2 separate regions of the Oncorhynchus mykiss genome follow, and region 2 is linked to region 1. A link is a contact called in public Hi-C data. All regions are on one chromosome and are shown on one strand. The core of a region is the stretch at or near the end of the contact, and the rest is flanking DNA. Distances in the headings are between cores, read along the strand shown. Region 1 has its middle 20 kb from the start of LOC110520965. Region 2 holds the start of LOC110522020 (ADP-ribosylation factor-like protein 6-interacting protein 4).

Evidence for each region. Hi-C and Micro-C count contacts between places; a contact is called where the count stands out from the background.
Region 2: a Hi-C map of blood shows a contact between it and region 1, with 2.6 times the contacts expected there. The contact joins the promoter of LOC110522020 here to the enhancer-like site in region 1. A contact is called at or near these places in 3 of 3 Hi-C or Micro-C datasets (blood and liver).

The regions. Positions count from the first base shown.
Region 1 is chr4:8,032,572-8,039,486 of USDA_OmykA_1.1, forward strand. No RefSeq gene overlaps it. Among protein-coding and RNA genes, the nearest start is that of LOC110520965, 20 kb to the right of the region's middle. Within about 2 kb of position 3,695, at least 2 of the 11 cell types and tissues checked have an H3K27ac peak or open chromatin away from gene starts, as enhancers often do.
Region 2 is chr4:8,104,556-8,111,575 of USDA_OmykA_1.1, forward strand. It overlaps LOC110522020 (ADP-ribosylation factor-like protein 6-interacting protein 4), which reads left to right and starts at 2,540. Exons shown (of 7, transcript XM_021600081.2): 1 at 2,540-3,001; 2 at 3,343-3,643; 3 at 3,755-3,889; 4 at 4,037-4,098; 5 at 4,220-4,315; 6 at 4,423-4,515; 7 at 6,170-7,020. The coding sequence starts at 2,999. The coding sequence ends at 6,220.

The DNA of each region.
Region 1 (6,915 bases), core at 2,445-4,944:
TTTACACACATCTTCTAGGTAGTAAAGAAAGACCATTAGTAAGATGAAAAATGGACACCAGCACAGACACACCTTTTTCAGGGCCATGTTCATTTGACCTTCAAGACCTTCTACCAGATCACGCCGGGGGTCACCAATTGTTAGGTTTGCGTCAATTCGATTCTGGTATCAGAATAAGTTATAACACTGAGTCACTGATTGTACTCTCTGTACTTTTATTAGCTAAGCAATAAATAGCAAATGCAACTTTCGTATATACGTGCTCACTGTAATACCACGCAGGGAAGTGACAGGATCTAAGAAAACAGCTGTTCATATACTGTCATAGGCTAACAGACGGGTTGGAACTATGTCTATCACAGTAGAGGCTGAGCGTGGCTTAGACTTGCTCAGCCTATCGCAGGCGCTCAGGCTGGTCCCCGCCTCTTGGCGCTTCTTGGAGTCCACCCTCTGTCGATGTATAGATTCTTACTGTTCTGGTATCACCCCCTAGTTATAACAGTTGCTCAGTTCCTGCTATTGTGTTGTTCAGTATTTTTCCATCTCAGTTAAACCTCGTGATGACCACCTCTCCCTATACCTGATTAACCACAACTTTGTAAGATACAGCAAGTCACACCATGTGTTCAATATTGTCACATACAAACACAAGGACAAAGCATCTGCTGGGCTGTTATCTACAGTTTTGCAACATGCAGGTCACACCATGTTACTCAGTTCTTGTCACACACACAAACAGGCAAGTAGATGTAGCAAGCAGTTGTTTAATCTCATGATGCTCAAGTGCACAAATGCAGATACCTCACACAGCCAACATCAGATAATATGTAATCATATATATGGTAATGGCTATAATGTAAAACACAGAATCCCACAGTGGATGCTGCAGTGTACCCAAGTGGCGTCGGGAGCAACTGCTTGCACACTCATTACCATTCCACTATGTCTCCCTGTCATGGCTTTTGCGCCATCAGTACAGATACCAAAATATCTTGATCACCAAAGTCCATTTGATGTCACAAAGCTGTCCTGTTGTCCTGGTTTCCAGTGGTTTGCAGAAGAGGACGTGTTCCTTAATTTACCCCCCATATCTGTAACGGACATACAGTGGGGCAAAAAAGTATTTAGTCAGCCACCAATTGTGCAAGTTCTCCCATTTAAAAAGATGAGAGACCTGTAATTTTCATCATAGGTACACTTCAACTATGACAGACAAAATGAGGGGAAAAAAATTGCAGAAAATCACATTGTAGGATTTTTTATGAATTTATTTGCAAATTATGGTGGAAAATAAATATTTGGTCAATAACAAAAGTTTATCTCAATACTTTGTTATATACCCTTTGTTAGCAATGACAGAGGTCAAACGTTTTCTCAAATGATTGCCTCGCATGGTTCACCTACTACTTCTCTGATAGAGCTCAGTGTGTCAAATCGGAGGGCCTGTTGTCCGGACCTCTGGCAGTCTCTATGGGGGTGCCACAGAGTTAAATTCCCGGGCTGACTCTCTTCTCTGTATACATCAATGATGTCGCTCTTGCTGCTGGTGAGTCTCTGATTCACCTCTACGCAGACGACACCATTCTGTATACTTCTGGCCCTTCTTTGGACACTGTGTTAACTAACCTCCAGACGAGCTTCAATGCCATACAACTCTCCTTCCGTGGCCTCCAACTGCTCTTAAACGCAAATAAAACTAAATGCATGCTATTCAGCCGATCATTGCCAGCACCTGCCCGCCCATCCAGCATCACTACTCTGGACGGCTCTGACTTAGAATACGTGGATAACTACAAATACCTGGGGGTCTGGCTAGACTGTAAACTCTCCTTCCAGACTCACATTAAGCATCTCCATTCAAAAATTAAATCTAGAATCGGCTTCCTATTTCACAACAAAGCTTCCTTCACTCATGCTGCTAAACATACCCTCGTAAAACTGACCATCCTACCGATCCTTGACTTTGGCGATGTCATCTATAAAATAGCCTCCAACACTCTACTCAGCAAACTGGATGTAGCCATCCGTTTTGTCACCAAAGCCCCATATACAACCACCACTGCGACCTGTACGCTCTTGTTGGCTGGCCCTCGCTTCATACTCGTCGCCAAACCCACTGGCTACAGGTTATCTACAAGTCTCTGCAAGGTAAAGCCCGGCCCTATCTCAGCTCGCTGGTCACCATAGCACACACTCGTAGCACACGCTCCAGCAAGTATATCTCACTGGTCACGCCCAAAGCCAATTCCTCCTTTGGTTGCCTTTCCTTCCAGTTCTCTGCTGCCACTGACTGGAACGAACTGCAAAAATCACTGAAGCTGGAGATTCCCATCTTCCTCACTAGCTGTAAGAACCAGCTGTCAGAACAGCTCACAGATCATTGCACCTGTTCATAGCCCATCTGTATACAGCCCATCTATCTACCTCATCCCCATACTGTATTTATTTATTTTGTTCCTTTTGTACTACAGTATCTCTACTTGCACATCCATCTTTTGCACATCTACCATTCCAGTGTTTAATTGTCATAGTGTAATTACTTCGCCACCATGGCCTATTTATTGCCTTAACTCCCTTATTTGACCTAATTTGCACTCACTGTATATAGACTTTGTTTTCTTGTTTTTCTACTGTATTATTGACTGTATGTTTTGTTCATTCCATATGTAACTCTGTTGTTGTGTGTGTCGAACTGCTATGCTTGATCTTGGCCTGGTCGCAGTTGCAAATGAGAACTTTTTCTCAACTAGCTCACCTGGTTAAATAAAGGTGAAATTTAAAAATGTAAAAAAAAATTAGCTGTAAGCAAGGCTGTATACAAGCCTTGTTTATCCTCTCTACATAACACTTACCATAAGCAAACATCATGTTCTGTTCTCAAATTAGACTAGAAACATTTTAGTTTGATTCTTGTGTGATTGGTTTGAGGGATTATCTTGGTGAACAGTACTGTGCATAAACTGACTTGGCAAATACATACATGTCAAACTAAAAGTACACTTTTTTTTTTTTACAGCTTCATTCATGAGAAGGAAAAAACATGTATCAAGGGCATTATTAGTTTGCAAGATTATGCAACGCCACATGCAGCCACTTTACAAGGACACAGCTATGATAAAACGACTTGCTTTGGTATAAAGCTGAGGGAGAGGGGGATGGAGGAATGTAACCCTTCGCAACTGACAGTCCATAAGATCAACCTGATATTTTAACATATTTGGAGGCAGTACAATGTTTGTTTACCAAGACTCAAATGATATCATGATACAACCTTTGGGGTATGATGTGACACTAAGTTCAGGACACATTTTAAAAGTTACGTACTCAAAGAAAACATAGGTATTCATTGAAAATACCGTTGGACAGCAGTAAATATCCCAGATTATGTTAAAAAGGCACAGAGGTGCAATGTTGTTCCTTGGCCCAGAGAGGTCAATATTGTACAAGGTGAACTTGTTTGAATTATTTTTAAGAAGTTTCAATGAATTCAAGGAAAACCAAATCGAGTCATTAATGTGTTTGAAATGGTGTGGTTCTTCCTCTATACATTGTACATTTAGTATTGTCAGCCAATCACTATGCTCATAAATGGCATAGATGGTATGAACATAAGCTTAAAGTATAGCTGTTGGGTGACTTGGTTGAGTGATTATCTTGGGGGCCATATCCTACTTAGGAATGTATTGCTTTCCTACGCACCTTTCCTATGCACTTCTCAGTATTTGGTATTCAGGCTTACCTTATTATCACATAACGTGCTCTGTAGGTGTAGCTACCTTGGTCGCTCTGAATACATTTTATTCACCGCTGAAAACCCTCCAATTTGCTGGCCAACAGATTTTCTTGCGTAGTTTTCATTCAATAGGGTTTTCAGTACATGTATCTTAATCCATCCCTTTAATTAAATACGGTGTACTTTTTTGTTTGAATTTTTGTCTACAGACTAGAATATATTGAGGAAAATGGGTTCAGAATAGTAGCTTTCTTTCATTGATCCCTATCTAAATATATGCATATTTGTTGCTGTTTCAGCACCAATTGGTCTGATCTTGCAGATTTATTTTGGTTTAGGAAAGTATTTTTGAATCATAAACAGGTTTGGAAGAGACTTTGCGCACGAAAGGAAAAATGGTGGTTTGATGCATTGTGAAAATGAGTCTTTCTATATTATCAATCGTTACTAATGATCCTCAGCAACAACCACACATCTGTGATGGCATCTACAGAAGAAGCAAATGAAGGTATACAAAACAATGGGATTACATGGAATGATAATGTAGCCTATACCAACTGAAGGGAACTAATATTACATTGTCAGTTGAATATCTGTGGTTATTAGGCTTTCTGACAGTCGATACTGATAGTGGCTAATATTTAACAAAGTAGGAGACAGAAATCCAGGGTTACCTATAATTAAGACATACAAGATAAATTCTGCATAATAGCGCAGCATTTCATAAACTCTACCGTGGGGAATGTGGATATGCTTCAGTTTGCTGCCATATGACTGGTTTCACGTTCATCTCCAGCGATTTATAAGGTAAAACAGATCTAAAAGTCTGATTTATATTTACAATTCCCTTATCCACACGGATTACTCCTTTACCTAGCTCTTATCAAGTTGTAAATTACAGTGCATGGAGTATGGTGTCATTTCTATCGGGAAAAAATAAAGTACATGCTTTTTCCACTTGGAACCATAGGGTCGCTAGACCTTATTCATGGTTTCTTCGCAAGTAAAGATGGGGGAATTAAGGAGTATATGGCATATCTGTAGACACACCTTCATTTATTAGATATCCACCCCAAAAGAATAGCGGGTGAATTGCGTGCCATTCAGTTCAAGGTCAGAATAGAGAGAAGTGCATAAAAACTTCAGTTCCATTCCAATACTTATTTTCCACCATAATTTGCAAATAAATTCATAAAAAATCCCACAATGTGATTTTCTGGATTTTTTTTCTAATTTTGCCTGTCATAGTTGAAGTGTACCTATGATGAAAATTACAGGCCTCTCTCATCTTTTTAAGTGGGAGAACTTCCACAATTGGTGGCTGACTAAATACTAATACTTTTTTGCCCCACTGTACATGTGAGATGAGTAATGCAAAATATGTCAACATTCTTAAAGTGACCAGGGTTGCATTATTAAAGTGGCCAGTGATTCTTAGTCTGTGTGAAAGGCGTTGTACCTAAAAGCAGCCCTTAGCAGTGATATATTGGCTATATACCACACCCCCTCTGGCTATATTGCTTAAATAGACCCCAGCTGGAATGTGGTTTTAACCAATCAGCATTCAGGATTAGACCCACCCGTTGTATAAAACATTAGGAACACCTGCTCTTTCCATGACAGACTGACCAGCTGAAACCTATGACATCTGTTATTTAGTTCAGTCAGTGTGTAGATGAAGGGGAGGAGACCGGTTAAGGAAGTATTATTATTTTATTTTTTTGCCTTGGGACATGGATTGTGTATGGGTTCAGACAAAATATGTATAGCTGCAATATGTCACTTTTTGGACAACCAACCAAATTCACATAATGTGAGTTATAGATCTGTCATTCTCATTGAAAGCAAGTTTAAGAAACAAGACCTGTTCTATGGGCATTTTTTTCTATGCTCCCGTTCTTAAGTTTTAGTTTTTGGATCTTTTACTTTCCGTTTTGTACACCAGCTTCAAACTGCTGAAAATGCCATTTGTGATTATGGAAAATATATTTCACAGCAGTTTAGATGGTACACTATACATGTTTGTTTTGTCCCATAAACTGAAATTAGGTGAAGGATTAACATTTTAGAAACCAGGAAATGGCAGAGCGATTTCTGCATATTGCAGCTTTAAGTGCTTTTGAACGGGGCATATTAGTAGGTGCCAGGCGCACTGGTTTGAGTGTGTCAAGGCTGCTGGCTTTTTCCCACTCAACAGTTTCCATGTTTGGAGAATGGTCCACCACCCAAAGGACATCCAGCCAATTTAGCACAACTGTGGGAGTCAACATAGACCAGCATCCCTGTGGAACACTTTCGACACCTTGTAGAATCTATGCCCGAACAAATTGAGGCTGTTCTAAGGGCATAAGGGGATGCAGCTCAATATTAGGAAGGTCTTCCTAATGTTTTGTACACCCAGGTCTATTACAGATTTTTGTTTGAAATGTATTGACATTCTCTCTTGTCTATCTCGACCAGAGTATGTGAGCAGAGCTGGAGTGGAGTGAGGAGCGGAGCGTGCCCAATTTGACTGGAGTATGGAGCGAGTTTCTCAAAGGCTGGAGCATAGGCCTTCTCGCCTGCTTCAATTTTGTTCCAGTAGCCTCACTTCACTTCAGGAGCTCAGGGCATGCCCGGCCCAGCATGCATTTGAAGGCTACTTGTGTGCTGCTATAGCCCCTTGTTGTATCTACTGTCATGGCGTTCGCAAAATATTTTCATAAAGAAACTGATAAAACACTCAGGTGAAAAATCAAGACACCTTACAAAATGAGGTGGACCTAGCGCAAGAGAGGGAGTGTGGTGATGTAGTGTCCACAAATAATCATTGTGGAATCTGAAAAGACATGTATCCTGAAAGCATGACGTCTACTATGTGCACATGCTAACAGAAAGGAAGGAGGTGGGTAGCTAGCTACAGTAAGTGTGTCATTGTATCAAAGTATTTATAAACAATCTGTTCTCTTAAGTTCAATTCATTGTTCTTGGACTACCTGGCCAGATGACTCCTTGCTGTTCCCAGTCCAACTGGCCGTGCTGCTGCTCCAGTTTCAACTGTTCTGCTGCGGCTATGGAACCCTGACCTGTTCACTAGACGTGTTACCTGTCCCAGACTTGCTGTTCTCAACCCTCTAGAGACAGCAGGAGCGGTAGAGATACTCTGAAGCCAACTGACATTTACTCCTGAGGTGCTGACCTGT
Region 2 (7,020 bases), core at 1,290-3,789, 71 kb after region 1:
GTGCTAGGCCTTGTTTAATGAATAAAATCAACTGCTACTTTAGCCTGCTGCAGAGTTAGGCCGCGTGACTGGAGCTCACTACTCCTACTGGAAAGAATCTGATACCAGACCAGGCTGCAAAGTTTAGGCAGTAGCTAAGGGCCAGTATTTATCAAGCGTCTCAGAGTGGGGTGCTGATCTTGGATCAGTTTTACCTTTCTAGATCAGCACTCCTGAGACGCTTGATAAACACGGGCCCAGGTCTCACGGGGAATGGAGCTGGGCAAGAATAGGTTCTGCATTAAGCTACTCCCTGTGTGCATCCAAATACTCTAAGGTTCCCCTTCTTCTACCCCAGTATCCTCACAGCTAAAGTGGAGTTGAGTGTCTTTCATTTTCATTTTTCAAACACAGAAAGTCAATTGAAATCTGACATGTCCAATTAAAAACCGGATAGTCTACATGTCACATGGATTCTGAATAAATGGGGCATGAGAAAGCAAGCCACTAAGAGATTTAGGATACATGAGCTGTCTATATTTCTTTCACTTATTATTGTAACCTCTTAATGCAAAGTGTAGTTAGTTACATAATGGATATAGTCAGTTTCTCTAAATCCCTGCACCTAGGACTAACAATTGTTACTTAGTGATGCAGATCACAAGTATCTCTTTATACACTGAGTGTACAAAACCTTAAGAACACTTTCATCATATTGAGTTGCACCCCCCCCCCCCTTTTTCCCCCAGAATAGTCTCAATTTGTTGGGTCATGGACTCTACAAGGTATCGAAAGCGTTCCACAGGTATGCTGGCCCATGTTGACTCCAATGCTTGACCCCAAAGGTGTTTGATGGGGTTGAAGTCAGGGCTCTGTGCAGACCAGTTAAGTTCTTCCACACCAATCTCAACAAACCACTTCTGTATGGACCTCGCTTTGTGCACGGCGGTATTGTCATGCTGAAACAGGAATGTGCCTTCCCCAAAATGTTGCCACAAAGTTGGAAGCACAGAATCATCTGGAATGTCATTGTATGCTGTAGCATTAACATTTCCCACAGTTGTGTCAAGTTGGCTGGATGTCCTTTAGGTGGTGGACCATTCTTGATACACATGGGAGACTGTTGAGTGTGATAACCCCAGCAGCGTTGCAATTCCCAACACAAACCAGTGTGCCTGGCACCTACTACCATACCCCGTTCAAAGGCACTTAAATATTTTGTCTTGCCTCTTCATCCTCTAAATGGCACACATACACAATCCATGTCTCAATTGCCTCAAGGATGAAACAAAATCCTTCTTTAACCTGTCTCCTCTTCTTCATCTACACTGATTTGAAGTGGATTTAACAAGTTAGATCAATAAGGGATCATAGCATTGACCTGGTCAGTCTATGTCTTGGAAAGAGCAGGTATTTATAATGTTTTGTACACTCAGGCTATATCGCAACCATTTTGTTGAATAAAGTGATACCTGAGAATGCAGGAGGAAAATAGTCAACAATAGTTCCTGTACTAGACCATTGTAGCAGGTAAAGATGAAACTGACTACAGATACACTACATGGCCCAAATGATGCTTGTCTAACATCTCATTCCAAAATCATGGGCATTAAAATGGAGTTGGTCCCACCTTTGTTGCTATAACAGCTTACTTTTGGCCATGTAGTGTAGCTAGCTAGATAAGTAGTACATTTGGCTGATGTAGTAGCCTATGTGTGATTTAGATGTAATGCTTAGAACACCAGCAGGCAATATTTTTTTTTTTTAAATGCTTGATATGACATTTTTTTTTTTAAGTTACAGAAAATTAATATGTATTACATTTTTGTTAATGTATAAATATTTATACTGTAATTTATGAATATGGTTTTATACAATATAAGAGTGACTCTGTCTGTGTTCTTTGACATGATTCCATTGCATTATCACCATCAACATTCTTTTCACAATCAGAACGTAGAAGGCGTGTTGTACATTTTCAAGGGCCAAGACACTAATTGTGCTATCAAGACAATCGGAGCTCTAGAAAGATGCCAGAGAGTCGGATGACCATTCAAAACGAATTTCCCAGTCGGAGCTCGTTTTTTTCATAGTTTCCAGTTGTCGTGAACTAATACATCGTTCAAAACAACTGATAACTCGGAACTGGGAACTCGGCTATTTCCGACTTCTGACTTCAGTGTGTTCAAAACAGCTGGGAACTCAAAAAAGGGAGCTCCGATTGAGAAAAATCGATTTGAACAGTCATCCAACTCGGAATTCCAACTCGGGATCTCTGGCCTCTTTCTAGAGCTCCGACTTTCCAACCTGAAGATCACTGACGTCATGATTTGACCTGATATTTTCCCGAATTCCCAGTAGATTTGAACACCGCACCACTGAAGTCGGAAGTCTGACATTTCCGAGTTCTCAGTTATTTTGAACATGGCATAATGATTCTTCATCCTTTGACCACATAGACCGCGATTTGTCAGTGGATGACACGTCCGATGACTTGGCACGCAACCATTGGTTGTTGCGTCTCCTCGCCTAGCTATGGAACGCGCTCCCAAATTGCATGTTTTATTATGAGTTTCTTTTAATAAGACATTTTTTATAAACTATGAGATGTCAGGTTTATTCTGTATGAGGAGCATCACATATGTCACTGAATTATTTTGTGTATTCAGGACTCGTGTATCCTATTAGAGACAGACATTTTCTCTCTTTCTGTTTGAATTATTACCTTGCTGCCAAGCAATCAAACCGAAAATAACGTGTCCGCATCGAGGTTTAAAAATATTGTGGTGTTCCTTTAATAAATTAACGGTGCATTGTGGGATGTAAAATGGCTCCATGGTGTTGTCAGCAAACTAGCCCACCAGTCAACTCTTACAGCCTTAACGTTACATTTACAAATAAGTACCGTCGATGAAGCATTGCTATTAATTTCTGAATAGTAGTATAGAGAATATAGCTTTGAGAATCAACAACTTTTATTGCATTCACCTCTTTTTTTTTCGTCGAAACAACAGCCACCATGGTAAGTACCTAGCGAGCTAGCTCCCTAGCCTTCTTCACTTCCGTTAACGTTATATGCAACTTGCTATTATATATGAGCGCTAACGTTAGCTAGCTAGCTAACTTGTCAGCGCAATTAGTAAGCCACCTTACCGAAATTCACCAGTGTCGATCTGATGGGTGACAACCGGAGAGAGTTATCGCCAACTTTATCCTAACTCCAATCTGCATGAACGGCTAGGCTAACTAATTTAGCCTACTGATCTACTGCTCTGTCTGGGTTTATAAACTCAAGACGAGCTTATGATAGAGGTTTGGCCTCACAATGCAAACAGACTTACATACGTACTTTATTTTTGTTAGTCTGCCGAAGTAGACAAAGTGAGAAGTCAGTCCAGCACAAGAAGAGATGATAGAAGAAGTACTGAGTCCTCCACAAGAAGAGATGACATTAGAAGAGATGACAAAAGAAGTACAGAGACTGCCAGAAGAAGAGATGACAAAAGAAGTACTGAGACTTCCAGAAGAAGATATGACGGAAGAAGTACTGAGACTGCCACAAGAAGAGATGACCGAAGAAGTACTGAGACTGCCACAAGAAGAGATGACCGAAGAAGTACTGAGACCGCCATAGGAAGAGATGACAGAAGAACAACAAGTACAGGTAATTTAATGGTCTGTGGTGATCACTTATCAGCTGATATCACATGTGTGTGTGTGCCTACCTTGAAATAATGGATAACACACACTGTGCTTCTGTATTTTTCTATTGAAGGGAAAGAAAAAATTAAAAGGAAAAGCCGCAGTAGATCATCTTCCTCCTCATCCAGCTCATCCTCATCATCGGGATCCTCTTCATCATCCTCATCCCGCTCCTCGTCTGGCAGTAGGAGTAGTTCGAGCAGCAGTGGTGAGTGTGCCAGTACATGTACCGTAGTTAAGACGCAAATGTATCTGAAATATTTTTGTGTATTTTTTTATTTGTATTTATATAAATATACAAAAAGCAGTTAAAGCCTGATAGTGTCTCAGTTAGATTTTGCAATCTCCTTTCTAGATTCCCACAGCAAGTCCAGAAAGAATTCTAAGAAAAGGAAAAAGGAAAAACAACTCAAAAAGGTAAATATTCATTAGTTTTCAGTAGCTAATTATTTTGTTGGTGTAGTCTGTACCTTGTTAGATATCAAATGGTAATTTTAAGTTATTTCAAATATGCTCTGTTTTCACTCTGTTTTAAAAGAAAGGGAAAAGGGAGAAAAAGCTTAAACGGAAGAAGGACAAGAAAATGAAGACGGAGGAGGAAAGCGCTGGACCTGGACCTATTCAGATATCCAAGGTAGAAAATGTTTATGGGGCTATTTTTCCTAAAGGAAGTACGCTACAGCCATACCTGTAGTTTAAAGCTGTCTGAAAGCTGTCATTTTGAAATGAATTGTCTTTCAGTATTTAAAAGAGAGAAAGAGAAAAAGCAAGTTCAGCATGATTTCAGGAAAGAAGATAAAAATGAAATTGAAGAAGTCAAAGAAAGACAAGCTGGTGAGTATTCCATGACGGTTTTTACTTGCAATGATTGTGGTATGTGAAGGTTGTTTATCGACCTTAGTTGATTTCACTGATTCTAAGTCGACTCGCTCTTGGTGCTAGTCTTCTAAACGTGTGTGTGTGTGTGCATACATGTATGCATGCATACATACATAGCAGTCAAAAGTTTGGACACCTACTCATTCAAGTGTTCTTTATTTTAAAAATGTTCTACATTGTAGAATAATGGTGAAGACCTCAACTATTAAATAACACATATGGAATCATGTAGCAAGCAGAAAAGTGTTAAACAAATCAATTTTACATTTTTCAAAGTAGCCACCCTTTGCCTCGACTTCAGCTTTGTACACTCTTGGCATTCTCTCAACCAGCTTCACCTGGAATGCTTTTCCAACTGTCTTGAAGGAGTACCCACATATGCTGAACACTTGTTGGCTGCTTTTCCTTCACTCTGCGGTCCAACTCATCCCAAACCATCTCAATTGGGTGGAGGTTGGTTGATTGTGAAGGCCAGGTCATCTGATGCAGCATTCCAACACTCCTTCTTGGTAGTCCTTACACAGCCTAGAGGTGGGTTGGGTCATTGTTGTGATAAAAACAAGCAATAGTTCTACTAAGTGCAAACCAAATTGGATGGCATATCGCTGCAGAATGCTGTGGTAGTTATGCTGGTTAACCTTGAATTCTAAATACATCAGACAGTGCTTGATGGTGGGAACCACGCATGCGGAGATCATCCGTTCACCTACTCAGCATCTCACAAAGACATGGCGGTTGGAACCAAAAATGTCAAATTTGGACTCATCAAACCAAAGAACAGATTCCCACCGGTCTAATGTCCATTGCTCATGTTTCTTGGCCCAAGCAAGTCTCTTTTCTTCTTGGTGTCCTTTAGTAGTGGTTTCTTTGCAGAAATTTGACTATGAAGACCTGATTTCACGCAGCCTCCTCTAAACAGTTGATGTTGAGATATCTGTTACTTGAACTCTGAAGCATTTATTTGGGCTCTAATTTCTGTGGCTGGTAACTCTAATGAACTTATCCTCTGAAGAGAAGGTAACTCTGGGTCTTCCTTTCCTGTGGCGGTCCTCGTGAGAGCCAGTTTCATCAGTGCTTGATGTATTTTGCGACTGCACATCAAGAAACTTTCAAAGTTCTTGACATTTTCCTGATTGACTGACCTTCATGTCTTTAAAGTAATGATGGACTGTCGTTTCTCTTTGCTTATTTGAGCTATTCTTGCCATAATATGGACTTGGTCTTTTACCAGATAGGGCTATCTTCTGTATACCACCCCTACCTTGTCACAACACAGCTGATTGGCTCAAATGCATTAAGAAGGAAAGCAATTCCACAAATTAACTTTTAACAAGGCACACCTGTTAATTATAATGCATCCCAGGTAACTACCTCATGAAGCTGGTTGAGAGAATGCCAAGAGTGTGCAAAGCTGTCAAGGCAAAGGGTGGCTACTTTGGAAAATATGAAATATATTTTGTTTTATTAACACTTTTTTTTGGTTACTACTAGTTTTGATGTCTTCCCTATTATTCTACAATGTAGAAAACAGTAAAAATAAAGAAAAACCCTTGAATGAGTAGGTGTCAACTTTTGACTGATTTTGTGTGTGTGTTTATTTTTTCGACAGAGAGACAAGAATCGCGCAGAACTGCTTGAATTCCTCAACTCCACGTTGTAATGCATGGACCGTCACTGTTAGTTGCGTTCCAGAATCTTCCACTTTTTTCCAGAACAGAACTCAGGGAAGGAACCCATGTGATAAAGCTCCAAAAGAAAATAAATTTTTAGGTTTATTATCACAGGAAGAGATTGGGGATATGGCCCAGGTTGTTTGAAAATGTCAGTAAAAGCCATGTCTCGGAATTTGACTTCATGCTGTCACTTGGTTGCCGGCGCCTTTCTGCAGACTATTTGTAACCGATGTCTCTGTTTTGATTTTTAGAACTGTCATTTTTACTATAATATTGAAGGAGCCAGTCGCTGACTTTTTGTCTATATGTTTGCTAAGCAAGATAGTGTTGCTGTGGTGGAATACTGTCATCCGCAAAGATCTTAGTGATGAACAACCTACCCGAGTTCAAATTGTATTTGTTTTCTTTGGGATTGATCAAAGGGGCAATCTGCTGTTGCTAAATCAATTTTTAGATTTAAATGAATGATATACTCGTTTATTCTCGAAGGTATCTATAAAAGTTATATTCTAACTGTCGTACCCCACCAGGACCCAAAATATAAGCTTGTTTTAAATGTAAACAAACACTATATAGCCTTTAAACATAGTTTTAACCATCATTTGGCTGTCATGGATGGTCAGTCCTTGTTTTCATAGCTCTGTCCATGAGTTTGTTATCCAATTTCTCCAGCCCCATAGCTGAGCTATGTACCTAATCAATGGCAGGGTGTCTGCTTTGTTATTGTTTTGAACTGCATATTTCCCCCTTTAAGCATGCCTGGCACAATGGAACAAAGGAAAAGTGC